Linked DNA regions of Pan troglodytes: region 1 is linked to region 2. Evidence: chromatin contacts called from public HiChIP or PLAC-seq data. All regions are on one chromosome and are shown on one strand. The core of a region is the stretch at or near the end of the contact, and the rest is flanking DNA. Distances in the headings are between cores, read along the strand shown.

The links. HiChIP or PLAC-seq counts read pairs in DNA pulled down with a chosen protein or histone mark.
Region 1: an H3K4me3 HiChIP or PLAC-seq map of stem cell-derived excitatory neurons shows a contact between it and region 2, with 2.8 times the contacts expected there. The contact joins the promoter of HAPSTR1 here to the promoter of USP7 in region 2. A contact is called at or near these places in 1 of 7 Hi-C or Micro-C datasets (stem cell-derived neural progenitor cells) and 1 of 1 datasets of contacts at active chromatin or transcription factors (stem cell-derived excitatory neurons).

What each region holds. Positions count from the first base shown.
Region 1 is chr18:11,724,257-11,729,469 of NHGRI_mPanTro3-v2.0_pri, forward strand. It overlaps HAPSTR1 (HUWE1 associated protein modifying stress responses), which reads left to right and starts at 1,770. Exons shown (of 4, transcript XM_016929391.4): 1 at 1,770-2,438; 2 at 3,096-3,176. The coding sequence starts at 2,213. It overlaps LOC107968784, which reads right to left and starts at 1,658. Exons shown (of 2, transcript XM_016929392.4): 1 at 1,299-1,658; 2 at 1-1,131. The coding sequence starts at 1,558. The coding sequence ends at 663.
Region 2 is chr18:11,596,669-11,601,961 of NHGRI_mPanTro3-v2.0_pri, forward strand. USP7 (ubiquitin specific peptidase 7) reads right to left here and starts at 1,253. Exons shown (of 31, transcript XM_024349753.3): 1 at 558-1,253. The coding sequence starts at 636.

The DNA.
Region 1 (5,213 bases), core at 520-3,019, 130 kb after region 2:
AATGAGGTAGGTAGAATGATTTTTGTTTGCTTTTCACTTTATATTCTTCCCTACAATTGGAAACCTGTTTTTTAGCCACCGCGCCAGGCCTAATTTAGCATTTTAGATAGTGATTGATGTTATGAAATAATATAACCAGGCAATACGAGACAGTGTGAAGGGTGCTACTTTAGGCTTGTCCTAGTAGCCTGAACAGGAGCTATCTGAGGATAGAGGAGGAGGAAGAGCTTCCAGAGATAGCAGACTGGGGCAGGAAAGAGCCTAGTGTCCCAGGGAAATAAGGCAGGCCAGTGTGTGAGCGTCCAGGCGAGTGGGGGAAGAGGGGGAGTGCGCAAGGTACAAGCCAAGTAGGGGATTGTGTGAGAGGCGCCAGGGCCAGATCCTGCAGGGGTTTGCAGGCCGCGGTGAGGGGGTCAGATTTTCTTCCAAAGCCGCCTTGCTCTGTGCAAGCGCACTATCGCAGGCTGCGGGCGACGCTGCCTCTGGCCGGCGCCCTCCGCCGCTCCAGGCCGGCTGGTGCCTGCCGTGGGCATGTAGGTGGGGATGGTGGGTTTTACCTCTGTGCGGTCACCGCCTGTCTGCGTTGCTGCCTTCTCCGGGGCCTCAGACCCTGGAGAAAGCCCCGACAGGGGAGGGGGGCGCGCAGCCGCAGGGGCGTCCAGCTATCGCGCACTGCTGGGGGAGTAGGGGCGGGCGCAGCGCTCGGCACCGCCACGCGGGTTCCGGCCGGGGAAGGCAGGGGCCGGTACGTGACGCGGGGCATGCACGTGGCCTGGGAGTGTGCTTTTCGGGACAGGTGCGGGGGCCGCCGCGCGCGCAAAGGCGCAGACGCACGCGTGCGGGCACCGGGCACCGTCGGCCGTCGGGTTATCCTTGGCTCCGCGGGCGGCCGCCGAGGTCCTGTCCACCGGGAAGGCGCGACGTCCTCGGGGGACGCCAGGGCGCAGGGGCAACTGAGCCGACTTCGCAACTCGGAAGTTTTTCTTTGGCTGTGATGGTCGATTTGCCCGTCTAAGAAATGGGACTCTGGGCCGGGCGCGGTGGCTCAAGCCTGTAATCCCAGCGCCCTGGGAGGCTGGAAGATCGCCTGAGGCCAGCAGTCTAGACCTCGACAACGTAGCAAGACCCCGTCTAAAAAAAAAAAAAAAAAAAAAAAAAAAAAAAAGGGAGTACTCAAAAGAATAGGAAAGCGCTTTGCAAACTTGGACACGAGTTGGGCGTTTTATTCACTTTCTCTACTACCCTCCTCCCTTTGGGAGCCCCAGGGGCTGAAGTAAGCACGCTACCACCCACTATACCTCTCAGTGCCCGCGGCACAGGAGCCGCACTCGACTTTGCATCCCCCAGGGCCTGTAAACGCCGGAAAAGCTCCCGCGGGGTGCGGTCGCTGGGCCCGGTCACGTGATCCCCACTCAACGCCCCTGAGCGGGGGGAGCAGCGAGCAAGTGCGCATGCGCATCCCTTGTAGCTCTTCCCCTCCACCCCCCACCCGCCCCCTTGGCTCGGACGCAACCACTGTCAGCTCCTCCCCCTCCTCCTTCTTCATCCTTCCTGACATTCACTCCCTTCCCCCAGCCAATTGGTTACGTCAGGCAGACAGGCCGAAGAACCAATCACGACGCTGTGCTCAGAAGCCGCCACGCGGAACCGGCCGGATCCGACTAATAGGGGCCCTTGGAGCGGCCACGCCTCAACCGGGCAGGGTAGCTTGGGCCCAGTGGGCGGTGCTTCTCCTGTCAGCTTGTGGGCGGGGTAGGGCGGGGACCAGCAGCCGCAGAGCCGTCCTCGGCGGTGGCGACGACGACGACGTTGCTCAGTCTTGGGGTGGGCTCCGCGGTGCGGGCCGAGCTGCGCGGAGGGCTCGGCGATCAGCGGCGGCGGCGGCAGTGGGGAGGCCGCAGCGCCATGGGGGGGCTTTAGACAGGCTGCGGCGGCCGAGGCGAGGGGCGGCAGCGGTTATCTGGTCCGTGGCGACCTTCGGCCGGGCCCGGGGGTGGGAAGGCCTGGGGCGGGGGTCGTCCCTGGTTGCACGGGGCCGCGGGGCGGGGCTCGCCGGCCGTCGGGGTGCAGGAGGCCTGGGCCGCTGAAAGGAGAAGGCGCCGTCGGTCGCCAGGCCCTGCCGCCAGGCCGCTTGACGACGACGCTCCCGCGGGGGCCCCGCCTGAGGAGGACGCGGCGGCGGTGGCGGCGAGGCCGCGGGAGGCCGCGGAGGATGGAGGAGCGGAAGGAGGAGGGCGAGGCTGAGATCCAGGAGCACGGGCCCGAGCACTGGTTCTCCAAGTGGGAGCGGCAGTGCCTGGCCGAGGCCGAACAGGACGAGCAGCTGCCCCCCGAGCTGCAGGAGGAGGCGGCGGCCGCCGCGCAGCCCGAGCACAAGCAGCAGAAGCTGTGGCACCTCTTCCAGAACTCGGCCACCGCCGTGGCCCAGCTCTACAAAGGTGAGGCCGCCGCCGCCATCTTGGTACCGCTTGGCCGCCCCCGCCCGGGCCCGGCCCCGGCCCTGGCCCTGTCGGCTCAGCGGCCGCTTCGGGGGGCCGCGACGGAGGCGGCCTCGGGGATCCCGGCCGGTGGCTCCGCGGCCCTGCCGCCCCCTTCCCGCAAGATGGCGCCGCGGGAGGGAGGCCCGGGGTTGGGGGGACAGGCCAGAGCCGGCGTAGGGGGAGCCCCGCTTTGGGGTGGTCCGAGGGTCCCCGCTCTCCGGGCCCGGCCACCCGGTGTCTCTCTCGGCCCGGAGAGGGGAGAGGAGGATCCCCCGTCACAAAATGGCGAAGGGAGACGGCGGGGCGGCCCCATTGTGCCCTGAGCCGGCCTCGGGGCGGGGACTGCCGGGGGGGCGCTTCCCTGCGCCGCGGCTCGTCCCTGATCTGTGCCCCTGAGCTCTGCGGCATCCCCTTTTCCCCGCCGCGACCTCCCTGCCCCCCGGTCCTCACACTGGGTTTGGGATCCCGAAACCCCTGAACAAAATGGCGAAACCTAATATGGCCGTTCCGGAGTGATTGACGCCCAAATAACATTCTTGTTCTGTTTCTTTCTCTTTCTATGTGTGTTTCTTTTTTCTTTTTGGTTTTTTTTTTTTTTTTTGGCTTGCTTTTCAGACCGAGTGTGTCAGCAGCCAGGACTTTCTCTCTGGGTCCCCTTCCAAAACGCAGCCACCGCCGTCACCAACCTCTACAAAGGTAAAGATAACCTTGCTGCATTGCCGATTCAGGGAAGGGCCGCCTGCGTCAGGGTGTCTGCCCTGCGTTCCAAGTGTGTTTTCTGCTCCCCAGCCCAGCTGCTAACCTTGAATACCTTGCAACTTGAGAATCCCGGCGGTGTTCTAGCTAGATCCACCGGAGGCGATTTTGACACCTCCCTCCGCCCCCCGGGACAGATGGCAACGCCTGGGGACGTTTTTGGTTGGCTTCTAGAAGGGGCTGTTGTTGGGCACCCAGTGTATAGAGGCTGCTGAAGGTCCTGCAGTGCCCGAGATAACCGCCCCGGCCCCCTCTCAGCGAAGAATTATCCTGCCCCTAAAGTCAGTAGTGCTCAGGTTGAGAAGCGTTGAGCTGGAAGACGGCTGAGCCTTGCTTCCCTCTGGAAAAGACATTGAGGGAAGATAAGAGTTGATGTTTTTTGTACTACAGTCGGAAGTGGGACGAACTTTATGGAAAAGATTCTTGAGTTAGGCATTTGAAAGCGTGGCAGTCTATATAGTTTTGAAGTGCTTGAAAGCTTGCTAATCGGAGTCATCTGCGCGCATGTTAACGTGCTGCTCTTCTCTAGCAATTTGATCAAGTGTTTTCTGTTAAAACGATCCTATATCTGATTATAAGTTGCTGGCAGGAATTCTGTTCAGAGTTTTGAGTCCATAGGTTTGTTTTATGGTGGTTCCTTTCTGGAGTTAATCCCCCTCCCTTTGTGATGACATGGAGATGTGTAAGTAAACGTTCTTGCCCATTTGTGCATTCTTGGTAACGGTAGGTTTAGATTTTGTGCCTTACTGGTTTTGAAGATTGAGAAATTTGGGGTTGATTTTTTTTTTGGCAAGATTTTTATGGAAAAAGGATTTGACTTTGTTAATCTTAAGAAATATGTGATTAAATGTTTTCAGACTTTTAAGAGTTGCTCAGAACAGTAATGGAATTTTGTGCATTTCAAAAATACCAATGTTGGTGTTTTTGCCATATATATTTAGGCCATATATAGGTTGAAACGGGCTATGAAGGTGCTGCTTGACTCTCAAGTTGTTAATTTTTGCATAAGAATGTGCAAATGGCCGCAGCATCTTGTAGGAAAAAATATCTCGTTGTGAGATTTCTTGAGTAGGCTACAGTTTTTTGGGACAGTAATTTGAGAACTGGTAACAAAGTGGTGAAAAGAAACGCTAACTTTAGGGAATGAGAAACTATAATAATAATAGTCCAGTCTTACTGAAAAAAGGGAAACATGGTTAAATAGTGCCCCAGTGGTTAGTTTTGATTTTATATAGCTGTTTGTTAAATTGTGACTGAGTAAATTGCTTCAACATCTATCAGTGCTGACGGTCTTGAACGTTTTGGAATGGCTCTTGGTTTTGTCCAAAAAGGGAATTTTGAAATAATACTTAATTTAAAAAAAAGGTTTCTGGGAGTGTAATTTACATACAGTAAAATCACTGTTTTAGGATATATACTTTGATTTTTTTTTTTTTTAAGAAGTAGAATATGTCTATCACCCCCATCCCCCAGTCCCTGGCAGTCACTGATTTGATTGGTGTTTTTTCTTCTCCATCATGTCCTAAGTAGAACCGTGCAGTCCTTGTAGCCTATTGTGTCTGGCTTGTTCCAGTTACTATGATAAGGTTCACCCATCGAGTTCGCATTGCAGGTGTGCATAGTTCAGTGCCTTTTGATTGGCTAGTATTACTCTGTGGTGTGGCAGTACCATGGTTTATTCTTTTGCTTTTGTTGGTATTGCTTTGTGCTTGAAGGGGAAGGCAACACATTTTTAGTGTTTTTATGTGCCAGGTTCTTAGCCTAGGCCGTATAAAATGGGATCGTCCTCTGGCTTTGGTCCTGTTGGGTGCTTGTAGAATGTGTCCCTTTAGGACTAACCTAGCAGTTTTCTTTAGTGCTAACTTTTCGTGTAAGAAGATGGGTTCAGCAGTTGAACTCTGAAATAATCCTTAATTTGATTACTTCATTTAAAAATGTTTACAATTTGTTAGTTTTCCTGCTCAGAAAACTTAAGGA
Region 2 (5,293 bases), core at 3-2,502:
CCAAAACCTGACAACATCTGCGTTCCTTGCAGGTGTTTTCGAACGTAAGCCCGACGCTAGGCAGTGCTGTTAGAAAGTGATTTGGAAGAGCGCTTCCGAGCCACGGCGCGCCCTCCGGGGGAGCGCACCGGAGCAGGTGCGGGCGAGACCCGCGCCCGGGGAGATCAGGAATTCCCCAGCCACACCAGATCCAACCGGACGCCCCAGAACGGGGACGGTCCCCGGAGTCCGCCTCCCAACCTGGGTGAGAAAACACCTCCGTCCCTCCGCTGCCTGAGCGCTCGAATTTACAACTCCGGGCGCTTTGTGCCGGGGAGGCCCGGCGGACGCGAGGTCGGGACAATGCACGGGGCCGGGGTCCCGGCGGCCGCCCCTCGCCCGCGGACCCGGCATGACTTTGCAGCCTCGCCGGGCCGGGGCCGGGAGGCCAGGCCGAGGCCCGGCGGCCGCCCGGGGCCTGGTTAAAGATGGCGAGCCCCTCGCGTGGCTCCCGCGGCTCCCCCGGCCACAATGAAAGGCGCCCCCCGGCCCCGCCGCGGCCGGCCCTCGGGCCTCACCTTCCATCTCCATGTCCTCGGGCTCGCTCAACTGCTGCTCGCCCGCTTTCTGCTGCTGCTGCTGCTGCTGGTGGTTCATGTCGGCCGCGGCCTGGGCCTCGCCTGCGGCCGGGGGCCGGGGCTGCGAGCCCGGCGGGCGGGCGGCGGCGAGCCGGGGCGGCGGCGGCGGCGGCGGCGGCGGGGCGGCCTCCTCCTCCTCCTCCCGCGCGTCGTCGGCGACGGCGGCCCCGGGGCGGCCCGCGGCGGGCGGCGGCGGCGGCAGGGAGACGCGCACGTACTTGCTCGCGATTCGCCCAATCTCGGCGCCGAGGCGGGCGGGCGGCCGGCGGGCCGGGCCGGGCGGCCTCGTCGCTCGCTGCGGCCGCCGCCGCCGCCGCCGCGGGGCCCGCCTCCCGCCGCCGGGGCCGGGGCTGCGGGGCCGCGGGCCGGCCGGGGGCGGAGGGCGGCCGGTCGGGGGCCGCGGAGTCAGCCCCGCCTCGGGCCGGGCGCGGCGGACGGGAGGCCTGGCCGGCCGCGGCGGGCCTGCGGGCCCTGGGGCCGGCGGGAGCGGCGGAGCGGGCGGGCGACGGGCCGGCCGCGTTCCGAGAGCCGCGGCCTCCGCCTCCTCGGCGTCGTCGTCGGGGCTCCGGCAGCGGACGCGGCGCCCGGCAGCTCGGCTCGGCTCGCTCTCAAAATGGCGGCGGCGTGAAATGTCACATCCGCATGGGGGGCCGCGGAGCGAGCGAGCGAGCGAGCGAGGAGAGCAAGCGGGCGGGCGCCGAGCCGGAGGGCGGAGCGGGAGCGCAGGGCGGAGCACGGGAGGCGGAGCAGGGAGCGACCCGCCTGCCGCCGCCGCCGAGGCCCGCCTGCCCCGCAGCGCCGCGCCCCGGCACCGCCTGCCCCGCAGCCCCGCGGCGGACCCTCGGCGCTCCCTGCCCCCGGGCCCTGGGGGCCGAGGCAGGCCGCCCGGTGACTTAGCCCTGCGGGAGTGATCCGGAATCCTTCCTATCCTGGGGAGCCGGACACCCCGAAAGACCCAGGAGCGGCAATGAGGAGGGGCCCAGAAGCCACCCGGCAGCCGGGGTTCAGGTCCCAGCCTAGCGCGCTGGGGCGAGCGCTGGAGGTTGCCCGGGGACTGCTCGGGATAGGGCCCGGAAGGGAGCTTGGGGTCAGCGCCTAGAAGTTCCTGTTATTGTCGTTACTTACCCTCGCCCGCTGACGTGCACTTTTTCACCCAGTATCTACCGTGGAAGAATTTATTTTCTCACTGTCAGCCTAATCTGGCAAAGTTTGGCTCCTCAAGAGCAACCCCAGGCGGGGCGCAGCTGCTCACACCTGTGATCCCAGCACTTTGGGAGGCCGAGGTGGGAGAATCACTTGAGGCCAAGAGTAAGAGACCACCCTCTCTACAAATTTTTTGGGTTTTGTTTTTATATTTTTGATATGTATTTTTAATTAGCCGGGTGTGGTGCCTCGTGCCTGTAGTGACAGCTACTTGGGAGGCTGAGGCTGGAGGTTCGCTTGGGAGGTTGACTGAGGCTGCAGTGATCAAAGATGGCGCCACTGCACTCCAGCCTGGGCAACAGAATGAGACCCTGTCTCAACTAATAGTGATAATAAAATAATAATATAAAAATAAAACAAGCCCACTACCCTTCACATTTGGCATTAATTTACTTCCTTCCTATCAACCCAGTCTGGGATCATTCACCCGGGGCCTCCCTATTCCAGGAGACATTCGGTGAATATATCTCTTGTCCTGTCTCATTCAGTCATTGACAGACTGATGATTAGGGTCTCAACTTTTCCAGTTAATCAAGGCAGTGTGGGTCAATAAAAGTGGAGCAAACCGATATACATTTCTACACATCTCAGGGGAGAATAGAATTTCACCCTAACAAGGCCAGAAGATTGTGGTACCTGTCTTCTCTCCATCTCCCTATACCCGCTTTCCCTGCATTTTTCTCCCATTTATGTACTGTTCATCTCCCTTCCCCCCGAAAGAATGTTTTGCTCACTGTTGTATCACAAATGCCTGGGATACACAGCAAGTGCTCAATAAAAATTCGTTGGGCCAGGTCGGGCGCGGTGGCTCACACCTGTAATCCCAGCACTTTGGGAGGCCAAGGCGGGCGGATCACTTGAGGTCGGGAGTTTGAGACCAGCCTGACCGGCGGATCACTTGAGGTCGGGAGTTTGAGACCAGCCTGACCAACATGGAGAAATCCCGTCTCTACTAAAAGTACAAAATTAGCCGGGCGTAGTGGCGCATGCCTGTAATCCCAGCTACTCAGGAGGCCGAGGCAGGAGAATCACTTGAACCCGGGAGGTGGAGGGTGTGGTGAGCTGACATCGCGCCATTGCACTCTAGCCTAGGCAACGAGCGAAACTCCATCTCAAAAAAAAAAAAAAAAAAAAAATTGGTTGGGCCAGGCACGGTGGCTCACGCCTGTAATCTCAGCACGTTGGGAGGCCGAGGTGGGCGGATCACCTGAGGTCAGGAATTCGAGACTAGCCTGGCCAACATGGCGAAACCTCATGTCTACTGAAAATACGTACAAAAAACTTAGCTGGGCATGGTGGCATACGCTTGTAATGCTAGCTACTCAGGAGGCTGAGGCAGGAGAATTGCTTGAACCCAGGAGGTGGAGGCTGTAGTCAGCTAATCACACCCCTGCACTCCAGCCTGGGCAATAGAGTGACATTCCATCTAAAATAAATAAATACATAAATAAATATTGGTTGAATGGGCCAGGCACAGTGGCTTACACCCCTTATGCCAGCACTTTGGGAGGTTGAGGCGGGAGGATCAATCACTTGAGCCCAGGAGTTGGAGACCAGCCTGGGCAACATAGGGAAACCTGATCTCAATCAGCCAATCAATTAATCAATCATTAGTCAACTGGTTGAATGAACATATGATTCAAGCGTGACTGGATCCCCCTCACCAGCATTTCATACACTTGAAGGTTTTTCACCAGTATATTTCCTGCCAGACCACAGAGGTGAGCAGGGGAGAGCCCAGTCACTTCAAAGGAATCCCTTGGGTCACCCCCAGAATCTGAAGAAGAGGTATTGTTATTCACACAGATTCTCACAAATGCTAATCAACAGCGCTCAGATGCAAAAGAGTCCTTCTCTCTAGTATTCTGGAAGCTTGGAGGAGGGAAGAAAGTGCCTTTCTGGCAGAGGAAGAGGTGGCAGAAAGTTATGTATGTGGCTGTCAGTTCACATTGGCCAACCTTATCCTCATCACTGAGTTCAAAACCAATCTGGCCAGGCACGGTGGCTCACGCCTGTAATCCCAGCACTTTGGGAGGCTGAGGCGGGCGGATCATGAGGTCAGGAGTTCGAGACTAGCATGACCAACATGGTGAAACCACGTCTCTACTAGAAATACAAAAATTAGCCGGGCGTGGTAGCGCGCGCCTGTAATCCCAGCTACTCAGGAGGCTAAGGCATGAGAATCGCTTGAACCTGGGAGGTGGAGGTTGCAGTGAGCCAAGGTTGCACCACTGCACTCCAGCCTGGGCTATAGAACGAGACTCTGTGTCAAAAAAAAAAAAAACAAAAAAACAAAAAAAACAAAAAAAACCCCACAATATCTATCTCTCTTTCTAGAAGCACCTTGAGGAAGAAATTGTCTTGTCTACAGCTCTATCCTCAGTACAGCACCAAGCTTACAGTAGATGCTCAGTGAAGATTTGCCGATTTGCCGATTTGCCGAATGAATGCTTTCACCCCTGCAACTGTTTACTGCCTGCTAGGAGCTCAGAGCCTCTGGGATACAGGCTGGGAATGACAGTGCCTGCTTGCTTGGAAGGCCTCTCATCTGGAGTCAATAAAACAGCACTTCTTTGCTTCTTCCTGGCTGGTCCACATCTTTCACTGAGGAGTGGATGGTGGAGGGAGAGTTCATTTCTAGGGCATCACAGCTATGAGAAAAGCAAGGCCAGTGCCCTTGGAGGCCCACTAAAAAGGCCCCCACTGGATTATTCCAGCAGGCTCGGCTGGCCTGTTTTCTTCCTCCCCTGGTAGAATTGTGCCTGCATTGGCTATAAAGTCCATTTGCACACAGAAGGGGTGTGTATGGAAGGACTCTGCAGAAGTGAATCCGCTGAGTAATGCCTGCTTCCTCAGAGGGTGAATGCCAAGATGCCTCCAAAGGACATGAAGGGCTCTGAAGGGGAAGATGACTGAGGGCACCATTTTTGATCACTGCCAATTACAAAAAAAAAATCATGACCCCTACCGTGGTTCAGAAACCGGGGACTAAGGAGAAGATGAAAAACCGGGGAGACAGGAACCACTGGAGAAACTGACTTGTCATTAGCTCGAGCCAGTAAAGGGCAGGGAGGGGCCACCCTATCATTACTTGGATCAAAACATATTTTGCTGCTCCCAGGGCCATGCCATGACTTGGCATAAACAGAGGGTTGGTTTTTCTTCTTGAGAACCAAAATATTTATCTACCTGGAAGCTATGTTGGTCAGGGTGTAAAATTATGTAATAGAAGTGTCACAGAAGAAATGGGATTAACAGCTTTCCCCTCTCCACGCCTTCATCTGCCCCCACCCCCCGCCCCACCGGGATAACTAAATTCCTAAATAATCCATACCTAGAAAGATGACCTAATCCCATACCACAAGGTTACTGATGAGGATTTGGGTTTAGAGAAGATAACGGACTTAGCCAAGGTCAAGCAGTGTGGGAGAGTAAGGGGCTTTAGGATTCAGAAACCGGGTGGAACCCAGCTC